Regions from separate parts of the Monodelphis domestica genome. Here region 1 is linked to region 2. A link is a contact called in public Hi-C data. All regions are on one chromosome and are shown on one strand. Each heading gives the region's core, a stretch centred on a gene start, on an enhancer-like site or on the middle of the called end of the contact. The rest is flanking DNA. Distances are from core to core; before and after follow the strand shown.

Evidence for each region. Hi-C and Micro-C count contacts between places; a contact is called where the count stands out from the background.
Region 1: a contact with region 2 is called in a Hi-C map of limb, with 4 times the contacts expected there. The contact joins the enhancer-like site here to the promoter of ARID1A in region 2. A contact is called at or near these places in 2 of 2 Hi-C or Micro-C datasets (limb and spleen and liver).

What each region holds. Positions count from the first base shown.
Region 1 is chr4:379,612,455-379,618,828 of mMonDom1.pri, reverse strand. All of the region lies in intron 1 of LOC103101468 (a long non-coding RNA gene), which reads left to right. Among named protein-coding and RNA genes, the nearest start is that of ARID1A, 120 kb to the right of the region's middle. Within about 2 kb of position 2,113, at least 2 of the 2 cell types and tissues checked have open chromatin away from gene starts, as enhancers often do. A contact at or near this core is called in limb, where this site is marked.
Region 2 is chr4:379,496,555-379,502,947 of mMonDom1.pri, reverse strand. ARID1A (AT-rich interaction domain 1A) reads left to right here and starts at 3,214. Exons shown (of 20, transcript XM_007491373.3): 1 at 3,214-5,219. The coding sequence starts at 4,032.

The DNA.
Region 1 (6,374 bases), core at 864-3,363, 120 kb before region 2:
TACCTTAAGCTAAATAAAACTCAACTTTCTTGGTCAAAACCTTTTTTCTTCAGATAAGTTATCCCTGTGTAGAAATGATTTTTGGTACAGCATTGATGAATTTCGTTTTTTCCCCTAAAACAGTATGGGGAAATGGCCTATATCTGCTTGTGTTTAGGAAGAAACGGAAACTAAACTGGATAGAGCTAAGAAGAGGGGGCAGACAAGCATGGCAAACAGGCAGATTTCGCATAAAACGCCCTTGTGTTCTGTTCCAGAGAAAAGATAACTAGTGACACCCGGCTTGGGGATTTCATCCTGCACTGGATCAAATGAGGAACATAATAAGGTCTAATTAGGGTAGAGCTGTTAGTGCCTGTTTATGAGGCCTGGCAGCAATTTGTTCGAACACCCCTCATTCGGAGAAATTGGTGATCTGGCAGCCAGAGCCCTGGCTGCCCGGAACATTTGGCACACGAGGTTCCAGCCTGGATCTCAAGCGTTCCGAAATCGAGAAAACGTGGCTCGATGTTGTAACACGGTTCTTCCCCGCCCGCCCTCCAGAGCCCTGGCCTGCGGCGCCCGTGGGGGTGCAGGCACAACTCTTCCAGAAAAGTTCTTGGAAGCCTTGGGACCACGTGGGCCCGGGAGGCGCCGAGCGCACCGGCCCGACCCAGACGACCCAGTGTCCGCGCGGGCGCTTCCCTCCCCGGGAAAGGGTAGCATCGGCCGAACGTCCCCCAGCCCCACTTCCTGTTGTTTAGAGCGAGGGGAAGGTCACCGTACTAAGTGAGGCGGGGAGGGGCTTAGCCACGGCCTGAGAGCGTGACACCCCACCCCCGCCGGGTAGCACGTTGGCCCCGCGGGGCTCCTCTGACGCAACTTTTGGGGTTTTCTTACAGGAAATCGGTAACTTCAGGGGTTGCTCCCAAACGTTAAAAACCCACGGTTCGGCGCCTAGCCCTCCTCCCCTGAGGCGGGAGCCACGCAGCGTCGCCGCGGAGGCGCACGAGGACCCTCGCACGGCGGCAGCGGGGCGAGCCAGGCTCCCAGGGCGGGGCGCGCCGAGTCTACCAGCAGGGGGCAGCAGTAGGAGCCTGTTGTTCCCGCTCGCAGAGAGCGTGGAGCGAGGCGGGGGCGGGAAGGCTAGGCGGGGAGGGGGGGGTGATCTGCCGCGCAGGGGCAGGGGAAGCTGAGCCGAACCGCCCTTCCCGGCCCCGCTCCCCCGACTTCAGGAGGCGGGAGTTTCCAGGAAGGTCTCTGAGCTCACTCTCCCGAGCGCACGCACGCGGCGTGCTGCGCGTCAAGTAGTCCCTCCAGTCCGCACTGAGAGAGGAGAGAGGTGCGCTCCCGAGCATGGACACCGGGGTTTGTCCCCAGGTGCGGGGGTGCGGAAGAATAGACCGTACTTGGGAGGATGGGGCTGTAGTGGTCCTCCCCGCCACATCTTTCTCTCAAAGGAAGTGAGGCATGGGGGAAGCGGAACAAGTCCCGGCGGAGGTGGCGGAAGAGTCCGAGTACGTTCGAGGAGAATTTAGAGTTTAAAGTGGGCGGGAAAACCCGGAGCGGATTCTTTCCCTACTACTTACCCAGGGAACTCCCTCCTCCCACACCCATTTCCCCAATTCCTCTAGGTGGGAAGACCGTAGGGGGAAAGAAAAGCCACGGGGGAGACTGGTTTTACCTAGAAGTCCTCCCCATCCCCGCCCCAACAATTCGCGGAGGAACCCGGTGGTGAGCTGCCTCAGGCACCTCCTCCGTCTGGAGGGGGCGGGGCGAAGCGAGGAGGGGCGGGCCGACCTGGCTCCTCCTGCTCTTTCCCCTCCTAGAGTCCGCTCAGCCCTAGGCTCAGCCCGCCCGCCCGCGCGCTCGATAGCTCGCGCGCCGGCTCCTCCGGGCGTTGCTCGGGATCGAGCTCTCGCGGGTTTCCCGCCCCTTCCTGAGCGCGTTCCCCTCCCCCTCCTCCCTTCCCCCAGTTCCAACGTTCTTTCAACCGTCACCTCCGAGCCTGCCCTACCCCCAGCGCGGCGGCCCCGCCCCGCCCAACCCTTCCCTCCCCCGGGCTGGGGCAGAGCCCGCTCGGCTGGTCCCAGGCCTCTCCTCGCCCGCCTGTTCTCTAACCCCTTCACCCCGGCTCGGCTCCGCCCCGCCCCGCCTTGCCTTGCCTTGCCTTGCCTTGCCTTGCCTTGCCTTGCCTTGCCTTGCCTTGCCTTGCCTTTCTCCTCCCGCTCGGGCCGAGCCTCTTTAGACAGGCCACCCTCTCGGCTCTCCCGAAGCCCTAGTCTTGAAACCTCCCTCAGCCCTTCTCCAGAGGGGGGAGGGGGAGGCTCCCCATACCTGCCCATTTTCCAGAAGAGGAAACTGAGGCTTCTTGGTGCCTTCCAAGCAGACCCTGGTTCCTAGGGATAAACAGCTCTACAATCCAGCCTCTTTATTTAAAATAATTCATCCCCCTCTCTTAGGTACTTAGTGGAAAGGGGATGAGATGTTGGAAGGGAAGCCCTGGGTTTCAGTTCCCCAGCCACTCTCAGCCTGGGAGACCTTGGGGCAGTTGGACCCCACCTTATCTTTATACCCCAGGTTTCCCAGATTCCTAGGGCCTTCTTGGACCAGGTGACTAATGATGCCTCTTGTCGCTGTAGCCCTACCTGTGTGACCTTGGGGACGCCCCTTATCCTTTGGGTCTTAATTTCTTCATTTGCTAAATCCAAAGGTTGCCCTAGAGGACCCTTTTCAGATCTCTTCCAGCTATAAGTCCTCTGACTCCATGACTAAACCAGTGAGCCAGCCCACTCAGAAAAGGCCATTGGAGGGTTCAGCCCAAGTCAACCCTGAAAGGAAATTGCTATGTCAGAAGATAGGCCAAGTCTTAATCTTAGCTGGCATGGTGTGTTGAAGGTGATGCATTTTGTTTGTTCAATATGAGGTCGTTTGTTTTTCCATGTGTGTCATGTTTTCTGTTTCACAGACTTCCTTTTTCTTTTCTCCCTTAGACTCTTGAAATACAAATTCTCTGTTAAACTCCTCCAAATAGTGTTTAGATTTTTTTTAATGATTTTTATGGGAATTTGATTCTTATTTTTAAAAATTAGAAGGACCCCCCCTCCCCACACACCCCATTTTAAGTACAAGAGATCTTTTGTTAATCTGGGAGGTATTATTTTCCTGAATTAGTTTCCCTCCCCAAAGCTATGGCTCAGTCTGGAAGCACAGTTCTTTTGGTGTGCTTCAGCATTGATTAAAGTCATGTACAAGTTAATGAGAGGCTTGCAAGGGATGTGAAGCGAGAGAATCTTGAAGGAGGAGGCCGGCTGTTCCCTTTTTTATATACCACAAACTTGTAAACTGTAACTGAAGGTAGATACAGTATCACATGTGTGATGCAGCAAATTTGTGTAATTGTATCAATATTGGGTACTCTTTAATTCTAGGTAATTTATTCCAAGTATAGAAAATTTAAACCTGAGATTCGTTTGTAAAGCTTTTAAATATTATAGTTCTTTACTGAAAGTATCCTCATATGGTTTGATGGGCCGATTTCCCTTAAATCTAAGGAAGAGTACCACAAAGAAGCAATACAGTTTTTGTTATAATAATAGGGATAGGGACTGAACAATTTCAATTTGGGGAATTCCAAAGTGAGGAAATTCCCTATACCAATGTCTCTCCAATTTAAATACTTGCAAAGGGTCACATAGCCAATGTGTGTTAAATGAAAGATTTGAACCCAGGTGACTTCTAGTAGCTGACTATCCACTGTGTCTTCTCAAAGTGTCTCTCATATATATAACCTTTTGTTAAATGAACCAGAGGTTTTACACCTTCACATTTTCTAATTACAAAAAAAAAAGCTTGAGCACCTACTATATACACCCAGAAATTCAATATTTATGCACTTAACTAGGTACAGAGATCTATGCCAGTACCTGGGAAATACAAAGTCAGATAAAACATGAGCCTTGTCTTCTTGGTGTTTGACAATTAAGATACAAAAACAGTTTTTATCAAGCTTTTATTATAATGACCTACTATGTGCAAAAGTCATTGCTAGAGCTAAGGATGCATTGACAATAGGAAATACAGTTCTTTTCTCAATTGTAAAAATGAGTGAATTAGATTGTTGTTCAGTCATTTCAGTCATATCAGACCCTTTGGAACCCCATTTTGGGTTTTCTTGCCAAAGAAAATATACTGGAGAGGTTTGCCATTTTTAACTCTAGCTCACTTTACAGATGAAGAAGCTGAGGCAAATAAGGTTAAATGACTTGTCCAGGGGCACATGACTAGTGTCTGAGATTGGATTTGAATTTACAAAGTGAAGTCTTCCTAACTTCAGACTTTAGCATATTCTCTACTGCACTACCTAGCTGCCTTGTGGATTAAATTAGATTACCTCTATGACCCCTTTCCTCAAGAAGTAATATTACTAGATAAATGTTTTAGAGGTACCAAACTGTGTATTGTGTAAGCATTACCCCTTCCTGTCCCAGGCTGTTATGGTAACTGATGGGGTGGGATTGGGGGAGAGAATCAGGGAAGGCTTCATGAAGGAAGAATTTCAGTGGGATTTAGGAAGTCAGAAGATAAAATGGACATAGAAGAACCTTGTAAAGCATAAGCAATAGCCCCTAAAAGGCATAGAGATAAGAAAGACATGTTAAGAACACATTTTGATTGGAGTTTGTTGAAGGAAATAATAGAAGAGAAATCTGGAAAGGTACAATGGCTCCTGCATTGTGGATGGCGGCAGAGGGGATCTGAAGGTGTACAAAAAGATCTGGCAGGGATGGTCAGACCTTTTTTCTCATAAAAATGAACATTATTTTCAGGTCATTTAAATGAATGTGGTATCTTAATAGTTTAAAAATGGAATTCATTTTGGCTCACAGGCATCCAGATACTTGGTATCAAGGGAAAGTTGAGAGGAAAGTAGAAAGAACAGCTATTCTAAATGGAAAAAAACAGGATATTAGTGCTATGGAGAAGGGGAAAGAAAGAGAGCATGGAGAACCAATATTGAAATATAAAACTATAAAATGTGAAGGAAATGACTATAGTAAATATTGAAAAGGGGTTCCTAATGCATGTTCAGAATCTCCACCCAAAGAACCTGGGGAGCCTGCTTCTGAGAGAATTCTAATGAATAGCAAGGGAGAAGAACATGAGCCTTGGAGAGACTGTGGAAAAGGTGCCCACATTCCCATAACTAGTTCTGGTTGACTCCGTACTTGAAGAGCTTCTCCCCCCCCCCCATCTACTACATATTTACAACTATCAAAATCATATTTACAACTATCAACATCTTCAGGAAGTCCCATCACAATCATTTTGCCTTTTCACTTCTTGGGTATCATGGTGACTCTTTCACCCAAGGCATTCAGTGAAGGAAGTAGAATCTCTGGTGTTAAGAGTTTTGAAAGTCTGGGGGAATAACTCATACAAATTTAGGAATTGGAGCCCAAGCTGGATATTGCAACCAACTTAGCATCAATGCATCCTGAGGAACAAGAAGCATGTTTCAAAAGGACCTTGTAGTTCCCTGCCCAGTTGAAGCTGGGATGATGATGCCTTCTTTCCACTACCTTTGGACTTGAATTTAATATGATCAATGCTGTGTAGAAACTGAGCAAAATTGAGCAGACTCCATTCTTCCTATCTTAGCATTTAAGTGGCATGGTAGATAGAATACTAGAGTTAGGAAGATTTGAATTAAAATCTGGCCTCAGGCACTAGAAGTATGACCCTGGGCAAGTCACTTAACCTCTGTCTCATTTTTCTTAACTGTAAAGTGGGGATAATAGCATTTGCTTCATAGGGTTCTTACAGGATCAAATGAGACTTTTGTATAATGCTTAGCACAGTATCTGGTATGCAGTAACCATTATATGAATGCCTATTCCCTCCCCCACTTCTATTAGAAAATGTTTGTACTTTGTTTTTACTTTGAGGTAAATATCCCTTTGTAAAAGCTTCCTAATATTAAATGATTAAATGGACCTGGGGTGCTGAGCATTGGCACCCTAACAATAGAAGGAACATATTCAAGATTATCTGAAAGGTAGCTGGAGGTGTGAGATTGGAGGTCAGTAGAGCGGTTAGGGCAGGATTGATAGATTTGAGAATCATTGATATAGAGATGGTAATTAAATCTTTGGGAGCTGACAAGACCACCAAATGAAGTAATTCAAAGAAAGAAGAGAAAAGGCCTAAGGACAGTGGGGTACCTACCTTTAGTGGTCATTATCAGGATGAGGATCCAGCAAAGAAGGCTGAGAAAGAGCTGTCTGATAGGAAGAGAATCCAAAACATTTAGAAAAAAAATAACAAAGAAAAGAGGGTATTCAATGATGTCAAAGGTTACAGAAAGGTTGGGCATGAGGATTCAGAAAAGTATT
Region 2 (6,393 bases), core at 1,965-4,464:
GACTGGGATCCCTGGGCAAGCCACGTGCCCAGCTAGTCTCCCCCTATTTCCCAGCTGCCATTGCCCCTAGTGAGGGCGGCTGGACCAGTTACAAAGAAAGTTGCCTCAAGTCTCTGGCATGCCTTTCTGGGTTGGTGGGTGCTGGGCTGAGGGGAAGGCAGTTCAAGGTGGAGGCTTTCCATCCCCACTACCCCCCAAACCCTTTGGGATGAAATGTGGGAGGGGAAAAAAAACTTGATTTGTCATCTGCTAACCCAGCTGAATGGACTTTCTCTGCCGCCTGTCTCCTCACTGGGTAAAATGGTGGTTGTTTTTAATACAGAGCACCCACACGTGCAGGATCGATGTGGAAAGAAGTATGTTGGAGCTAGTGCTGTATTTCACAGCCACTAGGCAAATGGGGAGGGCCTAATTTGGAAGAAAATCCTTTCTGGGTTCCAGATTCTCATTCAGTTCCAGATTTCTCCTTATACCACAGCTCTCTGTAAAGAAAACAGCAGGGTAATTGCATGTAAAAATTCCTCATTTGTGTGCAGGACTCTGGACTGTTTGCCAGCTTTGAGGCACTTGATTAAATAGCCAAGCTCCCTTTATGAGGCAGCCTGTAATTTGGTTTCTAGGACCTCATGCATCAAGAGATTTGTAGCCCCTGAGGACTCCAAGTGAAATGAGGGCACTGGCCCACTCCAGTCAGTTTTCCAAATCTGTTTTGGAGGCCATTTGGTTGCTTAGGATTTTTAAAAAAGTAAATAAAAATATAATAAATGCCAGAGGTTTCTTTGAACCGAGGGCTTAAGCCTCATTTGTCACTCTTAGATTCATCAGAGTATTAGAATTCTTCTAATCTCCTTTGTGAAGGATAGTCTAGACTGTTTTGATTTTTATAATTCACTGTAGTCACCAGGGAATTAATTGGCCAAGATCCCTGGGGACCAGCAGAAGTTGGGACAAATAAAAAGTAAAGGGATACTTTAGCTCTTAAATGTCACTCCTCCCCCCCCATTTTTTTTTTTAGCTCTAGAACTATCTCTGAAATGGTAGAGATTACCCTGCTAGGGTTTCAGGTGGCCTAGGTGCTTCAGATATGTCATAATGTAGTTGGAGAGTTGATAGCAAAAAGAGAAGGTGGGAGTGGAGAAGAAGCCTTTTTCTGTTGAAGGACATCAAGGCCTCCATTATTTAGACAGGTGCCACATCAGTTGGTTTTAGTGTCCAACTAAAGTTTTCAGTGCTTTTTTGTTGGAAAGTACAAATATGAGATTTAGAGCTCTCCCAGATTCCTTCCCTTTCCCAAAGACAGGCTCAATGTTGGCTAACCTATATACAGCTCTCTTGCCAATATAGGAGAATACTAGACCCTGGTAGGGATGTTCAGTGGGATAAGGATCATAGGTGTAAAACTAGGAGGAACCTCAGAGGTCAGAGTCTAACCCCTTCATTTTATAGATCAGGAATCCAAAGCCTGAGCAAGTTGTGATGTACCTAGGGTCACAAAGCATGTGAATAATCAGAGTTTACATCTGAACTCAGGTCCAGTGACTCCAGAGTTAGTGTTTTTCCAGTGTTCAATGCTGCCTCCCTAAGACATATGCCCTGACCCCAGGAAGCATACAATTTTACAAGTCTCATTTCTAGGTTGGAATCACTTTTTGTTCCCTAAATTTGACCTGATAAAGATGTAATTGCAAAGCAACAGTGTTTATATCATGAGGAGCAGAAAGTCTAACAAAGAATCTTTTAAAAATGAGCTCTGCTGATGAATTCTTCTAGGAGCCTATAAAACCCTGTAGTCCGTGAGCTTCTTCTTTTATAAAACCTGGGTATGGAAGAGGGGCCTAGGGTGTCTGGTGACACTAGACAAGGTCTCTCAAAAGGCAGATTCCAGTGCTGTTGGTGTGCTGGAATCCTCTCTGGTTTTCATAGCCTGTCAGGACAGAGCAAAACAATGAGGCCTCCTTCAAAGAACATTCCAAGACAGAGAAGCTGCTCTGGGTTAGATGGGCCAGTTTCACACATAGAGGATCAAGTATAAGAGCAGAATCAAAGTATATTTCTCTGTGGCTGGTTCACTCTAGATTTGTTAGTTGGGCCAGGGAATGCCAGGTTTGGGGTTCTCAATTCTTTTTCATTGTGCAATTGAAAGTCTTTGCAATGTGGAATTGGAGGTTCAAGTCTAGCAGCATTCATTGTCCTGGCAGCCTGAAATACTGATTGCATTGGATCAGGTGGGTTCTAGGTTGCTCAGTACAATTCTTCCAAGTTTGCAGAAAAAGGTTCCTGTTCCCCTTTATCCTAGATGAAGGTTTACAACTCTCAGGTCCTTTCTAGCATAGAAACTGCTGGTCCAACATTTTTAGTCGCATAGTCCTTGCCTTTTGAGAGGGGGGAATTGGGGACACAATTGTCTAGAGAGGCAGGAATGAGGCTCCAGGTCCTTATTACCCCTAGAGTCCCTAGTGGCCACCAAAGCTGTCCTGGTGCTAACCATTTTAGGTCAGTATCAGGCCTTTCGCTTTGATCCGAAACTCATTTTGATCCTATTGTTCTGTTTGTCCATAAATTGACAGACATTTTTTTTACCTAAAGGCTAAGCAAGCCTGGCCCTGGAGCCCCAGCCCTGGGGCCCAGTATTTTATTTTTTTATTAATGCGGTCTTCCCAGCCCTGACTTTGAGTGACCTGGGGGGGATCCATTCCCCTCTGGCCTTTCAATTCCGTAAAATGGGGATAATCTGGCCCCCATGCCCCCGGGGCCTTGTCGGAAGGCTAAAGAGCTAGGGAAATCGGCAAAATGGAAAGTATCTGCCAGCTGAACAATGATCTCTCTCCTCCAAAGGGGGAAACTCCCGGCACGGCTCACTAAGCTGGGGCTTTCTTTCGGGTTTGTGAAGGGAAAGGAAAAAGAAAAGTGCTCCGGAGGGGCCAGGCGGCTGCTCGGAGTCGGTCCCGGGGGCCCGGGAGCCGCGGACTAACTGCAGTCAGGAAAGCCGGGGGGCCCGGGCCAGTTTGGCCTCGGCGGGTAAAGTTCACGCTGCCTGCTCCCCTCGGTGCGGCCGGGGAGGGGAGGGGAGGAGGAGACGTGAAGAGGAGAGAAGAAGGAGGCGGGGCGGGCTCCGGAGGAGGAACAGCTCCGTTCCGGGTTTTCCCCGGCGCCGTCGGTGGCGGCGCTGCTGAGTGCGGGGAAGGGGCCCGGGGCCTGGTGCCGCCGCTGCTACTGCTGCCGCCTCTCGCCTCCCTCCTCCTTTGTGAGGGGCCCGGAGGAGAGTTCGTTCCTAGGCCTGTACTCCACTCCGAGTTTGCCAGGAGGCCGCGGCGGCGCTGGGTAAAATGGCAGTGCTGAGCCTCGTGTCGGAGTGAGGGGGACTCGGAGGAGAGTGGGGGAGCTCCAGCCGCTCAGTCCGGCCGTCCGCCCGCCCCGCAGCAGCCCCGGCCCCGAGCAGCCGCCCCGGAGGCAGGGGCAGCGGCCCGGCCCACCCCTCCCTAGTCCGCTGCCCGCACGGCGCCCCGGCTGCCGCCGCCGCTGCTGCCGCCTCCCGCCTGTCCCGGGTCCCCCTCCCCCCCTGCTCCCTCCCTCCCTCCCCTCTCCCCGATCCCCCTCCCCCTCCCTCCTCCTTTCTCCGGCAGCAGAAAGCGGAGAGTCACAGCGGGGCCAGGCCCTGGGGAGCGGAGCCTCCACCGCCCCCCTCATTCCCAGGCCAGGGCTTGGGGGAATGAGCCGGGGGACCCGGGCACCGAGCCCCCAGAGCCAGGAGCAGCTGAGCCGCCGGCGCCCCCTCGGCCGCCGCCGCCTCCTCCTCCTCCTCCTCCGCCGCCGCCGCCGCCAGCCCGGAGCCTGAGCCGGCGGGGCGGGGGGGAGAGAGAGGAGCTGAGCGAGCGAGAGCCCGAGTGAGAGCCCGAGCCGCGCCAGCAGCCGAGGCCCGCCCGGCGGGTGGGGAGGGGAGCCCGGGGGACTCGGCCCCGGGGTGGGGGGGAGCAGCAGGAGGAGACAGGCCCGGGTCGGGGCGCTCGGCGGCGGAGGAGACAGCGGGGATCATGGCCGCGCAGGTCGCCCCCGCCACCGCCAGCAGCCTGGGCAACCCGCCGCCGCCGCCCTCGGAGCTGAAGAAAGCGGAGCAGCAGCAGCAGCGAGAGGAGGCGGGGGGCGAGGCGGCGGCGGCGGCGGAGCAGCAACGCGGGGAGATGAAGGCAGCGGCCGGCGGCCCGGAAAGCGAGGGCCCCGCTGGGGGGCCGCCGCCGTCGCTCGGCAAGGAGCTCCAGGACGGGGCCGAGAGCAACGGGGGCGGCGGCGGCGGAGCCGGCGCGGAGCCGGACCTCAAGAACTCCAACGGGAACGCAGGGCCCAGGCCCGCCCTGAACAATAACCTCTCGGAGCCGCCCGGCGGCGGTGGCGGCGGCGGCGGCGGCGGCAGCAGCAGCAGCGACGGGGTGGGGGCGCCGCCGCCGCCGCCTCCTCACTCGGCCGCCACTGCGGCCGCCCTGCCGCCCCCTGCCTACGGCTTCGGGCAGCCGTACGGCCGGAGCCCGTCGGCCGTGGCCGCCGCCGCCGCCGTGGCCGCCGCTGTCTTCCACCAACATGGCGGACAACAAAGCCCTGGCCTGGCAGCGCTGCAGAGCGGCGGCGGAGGCGGCGGTGGCGGCCTGGAGCCCTACGCGGGGCCCCCTCAGAACTCGCACGGAGACCACGGCTTTCCCAACCACCAGTACAACTCCTACTACCCCAACCGCAGCGCCTACCCGCCGCCTCCCCAGGCCTACGCGCTGGGCTCCCCGAGAGGCGGCGCCCCGGGCCCGGCCTCGGCCGCCGCCGGCTCCAAGCCGCCCCCCGCGTCCAGCGCTTCGGCCTCGGCCGCAGCTGCCGCCGCCGCCGCCGCCGCGTCTTTCCCTCCGCAGCGCTTCGGGGCCATGGGCGGAGGAGGCCCCGCGGCTACCGGCGGGGGCACTCCGCAGCCCACAGCCACCCCCACCCTCAACCAGCTGCTCACGTCGCCCAGCTCGGCCCGGGGCTATCCGGGCTACCCCGGCAGCGACTACGGCGGGGGCGGGCCCCAGGACGGGGGCGCCACCAAGGGCCCCGCGGACTTAGCCTCGCAATATGCGGGCAGCGGCCAGGCCTGGGGGTCGGCCGCCTCGGGAGCCGGCCAACAAAGGAGTCACCACGCGCCCATGAGCCCCGGGAGCAGCAGCGGCGGCGCCGGGCAGCCGCTCACCCGGACCCCGCAGGTAAAGGGAGCGCTCCGAGGGGGAGGCAGCCGGGGTGGGGGACGAGGGAGCCACCAGCCGGGGCGGGGGGCAGAGGGAGCGCCGGGGCCCCCGGCCCGCCCAGGCCCACCCGGCTGGGGAGCTGCCATTGTCTCACTCTTCTCTCCTAAAATGGCTGCCTTGCTGCCTTCCTCGCCTGGGCTCCTCAGCCTTTGTGTAGGGCTTCCCAGAGAGCCGTCTCGGGGGCTTTCTCCCACCCTCTGCCGCCCCTGCCTTTGGGGCTAGAGATGCGGGCTTTTGGGAGGGCTTGGGGGAGAGAGAAGGGGACGGGCCTGGCCCAGGGTCAGGGGGGCATCGTGTGCTTCTGTTGGGGTTTGGGGTGTAGCCCCTAGTAGTCTCTGTGGAGCCTCCAGGGGAGCTCCCCTTTTCACCACCCTCCGAGTGGGGGTCAGCTCGAGGCAGCCCCTTCCCCCTATTGATCTTGGGCCCAGGGGGGCCCCCTTTCCCCCCAGGTCCTTGGAGGGAGGGAAAGGGCCTCGTTTGGTCTGCTAGAGTGAGGCTGCAGCGTGTCCAGGTAGCCCCGGCCATCATCCTTTCTTGGTCTCTGCTGGCCCAGTGGCCTGGGCTTCTCCCTGGAAGCGCTGGTAAACAGCTGAGTGATTGGAGTAGTGAGTGCAGATTGCTTTGGTTTGGGATTTGAATTATGGAGGTAAAATCCTTCTGTCAAAGCCAGGAGACAGTTGGTCTTAGGTTGACATCCTATCTGTGATCTGATTGGCTCCCCATCTCCTGCTCTTGGCCATTTATAATTGCCTCTGATGTAATGGTACAACAATCCTGATGAGCTCATAAACTTTTACACTCTGCTTTTCTGCCAGTGATAACCCAAACCATCACTGCCACTATCTGCCTTTTATTCCAGAACTGAAATTGGCTGTGACCTTGAGGAGGTTCAGCATCAAATCCTGTATCAGCAGGAGCAGAGCCCCAGACAGGCTGCCCTTGTTGCATTGTGCCCGAAACAAAAGAGGAGGCAGCAGCTTTTTGCTTGTACCTTGGATTTATTTTGCTTGTTATGGTTTATGCAGCCTGAAATAGATTCTGTGTTGTCAGAACAGGAGCTGGGTTTCTCTCTACAATGGGTTTGCTGTTTGTTTGGGGTATGTGACTTTCTCATTGGTATACATGATTTCTT